2 separate regions of the Arachis hypogaea genome follow, and region 1 is linked to region 2. A link is a contact called in public Hi-C data. All regions are on one chromosome and are shown on one strand. The core of a region is the stretch at or near the end of the contact, and the rest is flanking DNA. Distances in the headings are between cores, read along the strand shown. Region 1 has its middle 14 kb from the start of LOC112696970. Region 2 has its middle 36 kb from the start of LOC112696966.

What was found. A called contact is a pair of places that touch in the nucleus more often than the background predicts.
Region 1: a Hi-C map of an unstated tissue shows a contact between it and region 2, with 5 times the contacts expected there. The contact joins two enhancer-like sites. A contact is called at or near these places in 5 of 8 Hi-C or Micro-C datasets (leaf and an unstated tissue).

Annotation. Positions count from the first base shown.
Region 1 is chr6:93,339,111-93,342,253 of arahy.Tifrunner.gnm2.J5K5, reverse strand. No RefSeq gene overlaps it. Among protein-coding and RNA genes, the nearest start is that of LOC112696970, 14 kb to the right of the region's middle. Within about 2 kb of position 1,658, at least 3 of the 3 cell types and tissues checked have open chromatin away from gene starts, as enhancers often do.
Region 2 is chr6:93,199,469-93,202,665 of arahy.Tifrunner.gnm2.J5K5, reverse strand. No RefSeq gene overlaps it. Among protein-coding and RNA genes, the nearest start is that of LOC112696966, 36 kb to the right of the region's middle. Within about 2 kb of position 1,930, at least 2 of the 3 cell types and tissues checked have open chromatin away from gene starts, as enhancers often do.

The DNA of each region.
Region 1 (3,143 bases), core at 409-2,908, 140 kb before region 2:
AAATTAAAAAATAATTATTTTCATAGCTTGAATGCCTCAGCACAAAGTTGTTTATAGCATACAACGAACAATTATAAAAATGAATGTTCATAATTATTTTACTGCATTGATGCTGTTATTAAGTATGATTTTTTATTATATAGTATTTTTATATGTAAAGTTGTAAACCACAAAAAATGTCATCTAATTATTAAATCATTGAAAAAAATTATTTTCTAAATGTATTTACAATAAAAATATTTTTAAAATATATACAACAATAAAGTTATGAAAAAAATAATTTTTTATAAATAACAATTTTTTTTGTATTTGACAAATTATTTATATATTTAATTTAAGATTTTATAAGAATATTTGAAAAATTTATTTAGAATGTGCATGTAAAAAATAAACCAAAATTTGATCTCTTCATTTTTTTCATTTCTTCAAAATATTTTTTGTCATTTAAAAAAATCGCTAAAATATATCTACTTATTGAAAAATAATTAAATTTTATAAATAAAAATATCCTATTTTTAATCATTATTGTAAAAAATCGCCTTAAAAACTGATATCTAAAACCCTCTTTATGAATATATATATAGTTAAAGGTTGAGTACTCTTGTTATGTTTTAAAATATTTTAATGGTATTTTCGTGTTATCAAATTTCACAGATATTTTTGTTAGCAATTTGATAATTTAAGGTCATTTTCGGTGGTTTATTTTTTTTAATTATCTAAGGGTAAACTGTCAAAATCAATGACGAAAATAACAAAAAAATATTAACAACAAAGAAATTTTTAAAAAATTTAAAAATATGACATAATAATTAGTTATTAAATATATATTTTTGAAAGAGTTTAGAAATCAAATTTTAATACAATTTTTTTAAGCATTATTAAAAAATAAGATATTTTCATCCCTTAAATTTAGTGATTTTATACTAAATAAATTTTTTATTTTTTTATTGTGAATGACTAAAATTTAAAAAATGAAAAATTTTTCTATAGATTAACTTTTATTTTGATATTTTGTTTGCACATTCTAAATAATAATCTAAATATTTTCACAAAAATCGAATTAAATACATAAGTTATTTGTTAAATATAAAAGTTATTTGTCTTTTATAAAATAATATAACATTTTTTAATTATTTTATCACATTTTTAAATTTTTTAAAAAATTATTTACCGTTCATATCTTTAAAATTGATTTTGATCAATGATATAAATTTTCAGATATTATTTTAGTACTTTACTTTTTATTTAAATAGGGTATAATGAACAAATACATTTGACAATAAACTTTTGGTATTATTTTATTTGTTTTTTTTAATTCAGAGTGTGTATAATAAAAAAAGATACACTTAAAAATATCAAAGGAAAATTAAAGATGCACTTATTTCTTCCGATGGTAAGTAAAATGCACTTGCTTTAAGGCAGATACATCATTCACCAAACTAGCAGCTCATGTGCTGGATTTTTCCTTTTTTTTTATGTATTTTTCTTGGACATGTTCTTTCTCTTTTTCCTTTTTTTTTTTTTGGTTTTTGGTCTTGACATGTTCTGTCTCTCTGTTTTCCATTTGTCCGAGCTTTTCAATTGGGCTTATACTGCACTCAGGCACACTTAACATAGGTTTTTAACCCAATACAGTTTTGATGGGTGCCTCAGTTGTGTGCTGGCTTTCTCATTTTTTTTTTAATATTTGGTGCTTTTGTACAGGAAGTCGATATAGGCCTCTTTGCATTGGTCCACAACAGGTTCTGTAGTCATGGTATTTTTGTTTTTGCATGAAATCTATACCATTCCAATTGAAGTCCAAAAATAAGATAATTAAGATCATAGACTAGCTAACCAATTTGGGTTGGCTGACAACTTACTCTTTCGTTTAAACAAATATTAGAGGTACGAATTTCATCTCGTGCAACTTATTGGTTTAGTGACAAATTCTTAAATGAAACTCAAATCTGCGACGAATTAGTTCTTAACTTAATTAGCATGGTTTTGAAAACCGAATCAACAATTGAATCGGTAAAGTTAGAAGTTTAAAATTTTAAAAATTCAACCGAGATTCAATCAAAATTGAACCGAATATAATAAAATAATATTTTTATGTATAAAATATATAATATTTTTAGAACAAAATAATTTTATATCTTATTATTTTAAATAGATTAACCGTTTAAAAACTGCATTAGTTTTTTTAATTCTTTGGCCGAATTATTGCCAACTAATTTTTGCTTGAATTTAATCAGTCTGATAACAAATTTCTAATTAATCCGGTTAAACTGATCGATTCGATCTGTCAAAACCATGATAACTAATAAAAAGGTATGATATATACTTAGCAATAATCTCAAAACAAATTTTGTTGTCTTCATTTTCTTTTATTTTTTCAACGAGAAAATTGTCATTGTATAATTTATCTTCCAATATATATATAACTACTTGCTTTAACTTGTATGCGTATCAGAAATCAAATAATGTTAAATAAGATGCCATCAATAAATAAATCTTTTATGTTTTCTAAGATTGTAAATTATTTTTTAGATCCAAATAAATAGAATGGTCAGAAATAATTTTTAATCTATTACTACTATCATTTTTATGTTGTTGTAGCATCAAATTTCTAGATGCATATAATAAACATGAAATACTTGTTAATTAAACCGAAATTTCTTAGCCTAAAATTTGTTATCCGGTTTGGTCATATATATATATATATATATATATATATATATATATATATATATATAAAGTTATTTTTAATTGTAGGGTTAATTATTGCAGAAACAAAGGATATCAGTATATACTTTTTGAGACTTAACAATATATCTTTTTTATTATAACTAAAGATCGTTAAATGATTTATGAAAACTGATAACTACTGATTAATTGTCTAAATTACTAAATAATTTTCTTATTCTTATACGAGTTGCATATGAGCTTGTTTGTTAGTTCTAACATATGAAAGGGCCAATAAAAAATTGATATCAAACACAGCATACCTCAGCTTACTCTAAAACATAGTTTGGAAAAGAAAGGGGTTGAAAACTTTTTAAATTGCATACCCACAACCATCTTTGCCAACTCAATCTAGATCATATAAATTATTTAATATGAATCTCAACGGTGATGAAAACTGAAAAATTAATGTTCCA
Region 2 (3,197 bases), core at 681-3,180:
TTTTTTTTATTTTGTATTATATTTAAATCAACACGAATCAATTCTTTGTTTTTAAACTAAAAATGTTGACTAACTAACATTATTTATTTATTGAGATAAAAGAACCCAACATTTAGAATGCGAGAGGAGGCGAAGATGTAATGGTCACAATATATATAAAGAATTATTTAATTAATCAATCAGCATTTAGAGGTATTTGTTAAGAAAATTCATTTTAGAAAAATAAAAATACAAAAAAAATATCATAATATTAAGTATTTCTTAAGTTTAATTTTTCTTTCGTTTTGAAAATAAAAAAGAGACAATTATTTTATATATATATATATATATATATATATATATATATATATATATATATAATTTGCTGTGTATTTGACAAAAGTAAAATCACATATTTTCTATATTTATATTAGGAATAAATGATTATTTATATTCATGAAAGATGATAACGCTGACATATGTATTTACGATAGATTGAAATTAATTTTGTACCCACAAAAATTACTCTACGTGCGGCAAAAGTACTTTGCTTTAGTTTATGCACTTGCTTCGTTATTATCCGAACCTACGTGACACTCCAACCCTCCAAAATCCTATCCCTCTTCAATTCCATTTCTAATTTCAACCATCCATCCCTATTCCATGGCAGCAGCTTCCTCCTCCTCTGCAACCATGGCCGCTCTTCCGTCCCTTCACACCTTCGTTTCATCCTCGCACTCTCCTTTCCAACTCTCCCTCTTTTTCAAACCCTTTTCCATCAAAAAGTGAGAAGCTCCAAACAATCACAAAATACCTATGGGGATCGAGAATACCATGCTATGCCTCCATCAGAGACTATTTTTCAATTTGGGTTCAATCCCTCAAAAATCGAGTTCTGAACCGGCATCGAACTACAGGTGCCGCTGCTGTTTGGAGATCACAAACCCTACGCTGGAGTATGAGACTTTTTTTCAAAATGGCTTCAAACCAGTCGTTCGTCCCTGAGATCGGACCTGACGGTCTCCCTCGATAAGCTTCCGTCATTAGCTACACCAAGAAGGTGCTTCTCTATTTTTCGCTCTTCAATTCAATTCCGTCGTTACTTCCTTTTCTCATTCTTTGATTTCTTTCTTTTTCTTGTTGCAGATCATCGAAGAAGAGAGGCTTCAGTTGTACAGACAACTTCTCTTTTTTTTTTACTCTTTTTTTATTCATTTGGATCTGGCGATGAATTTGTGCTCAGTTCTTGATTCTTTTTGTGTGGTTGTATTTGCGGCATTATTTCAAGTTAGGTTGTTTTAGTTCAATGGTCGAATTGAATTCATTATTTTTTTGATCTTTTGGTTTACAAGTAATTTTAATTTTTGTTTTTTTGAAGTAGAAATTGGACATCAATTTTATATAATTCAATGATTCTTCTGGCAAAGATAACTAAAATTCTGTGATTATAAAGATTGAAGATGCAATAACAAGTTAGAGAAGTAATAGGAGGGTTTGAAAAAGAGGGAGAATTGAGAAGGAGAACACGGAGATGAGGCGAATTTGCGAAAGGATGGAAGAGCGGCAGAGGAGGAGGAAGCTGCCGCCATATAATAGGGATGAGTGGTTGAAATTAGAAATGGAATTGTGCCGCCATATAATAGGGATGAGTGGTTGAAATTAGAAATGGAATTGAAGAGGGATAGGGTTTTGAAAAGTTGGAGGTGCCACGTATGTTCGGATAATAATGAAGTAAGTGCATAACTAAAACAGGATATTTTTGTCACACGAAACACAATTTTTATGGGTATAAAATCAGTTTCGATCTATCATAAATACATATGTCAATGTTATCATCTTTTATGGATACAAATGATGATTTATTCAGTATGGTTCAACAATAAAATGCACTTTATTATTATATTGACGCACACTAGTTAGTACACAAAACGTAATATAATATTAATTGACGTTTAATTAATGATTAACGATGTAGACATGTAGTGCCTCAAGGTCCAGGTAGCAGCCCCTCGTGGTAAGCGTGGCTGCCTTGAATTTTTTGTTTCTTTTTCTGCTTATGGTCCATTACTCTTACAAAAAGATTTTTCACATTGTTTCTAGAAGAATCGAGAATTTCTTGCTTATTTTTCCTTCCAACTCCTACTCCCTTTTCTTTGTTTCTTTCTTTTTCTTAATAGCTTCTCTACCTCACAGTTCTAGAAGACGTAACTCGTAAGGCAATGCAAGAATTATTGATTGCATATACTAACAAATATAAATTAAAATATTAGAGATGATGCAATAGAATAATTTGTATAAACTAAAGAATATTCAATAAAAGACTTTTGGAACTTATACTAATAATCTATCCAAAAAGGTAATACAAAATATTAGGGTGAAGAATGAAGATGATGCAATAATAGAATTAGTAAAAACTAAAGAATATTTAATAAGAGATTTTTGGAACTTCTTCAAATCGGTATATAGCGTGGCGGTTTTGCATTTTTCCATCATAATTAGCCGAATGCATAGGGGAGAACAAATTAAACACGTTTTAAAGATTCGTTGAGACAATTGTCAAAATGCATGGTAAAACTCTCTCACGTTACAAAATTGAAAAAAAAGAATTATGTCATTGACAAAATAATTCCACAAAAAATAAGCTGTACTTGTGACCCATCAAAATGGCAACAGTAAATGTCCAATCATAATTATTAGGTTATTTTTGTTAACGTCAATGTTTTAATAAAATTCAATATCTAAGTCAAACAATTAAGTCGAATTAAATTTTTATAATTTAATTCACTTTTACGTGCCACTCTTTTTAATAAACCTTCAATTTAATGTGCAAATATATATAGGAAAATTTTCTAGTCCATACATATGAATCACATGAAATATCTATACATATAGATCCGTTGTGACAGTTAGCATGTTGCGATGCATAACTTCCTTCCTCTGTGGTACATGAAAAACTGCGCATAACACATCGTAGCATATAGTTAGTAGAGTGTGTCAACGGTATACATTAAGAGATTAATGTGTGTGGGATTATGATTTTTTTAAAAGTGGGCTGAAATTGTTTGGACTTATAATTGTTTGGGCTTCTTTAGGGTTAATGGGGTTTTTGGTTTTTTATGATGGTCTGAGGTCAAGAAAATGGATTGAAGAAAAAAAAAAGCGTTATGAGAATCTTTATTTTTATTCTAAATAAATATATATTATAATTAAGTATATAA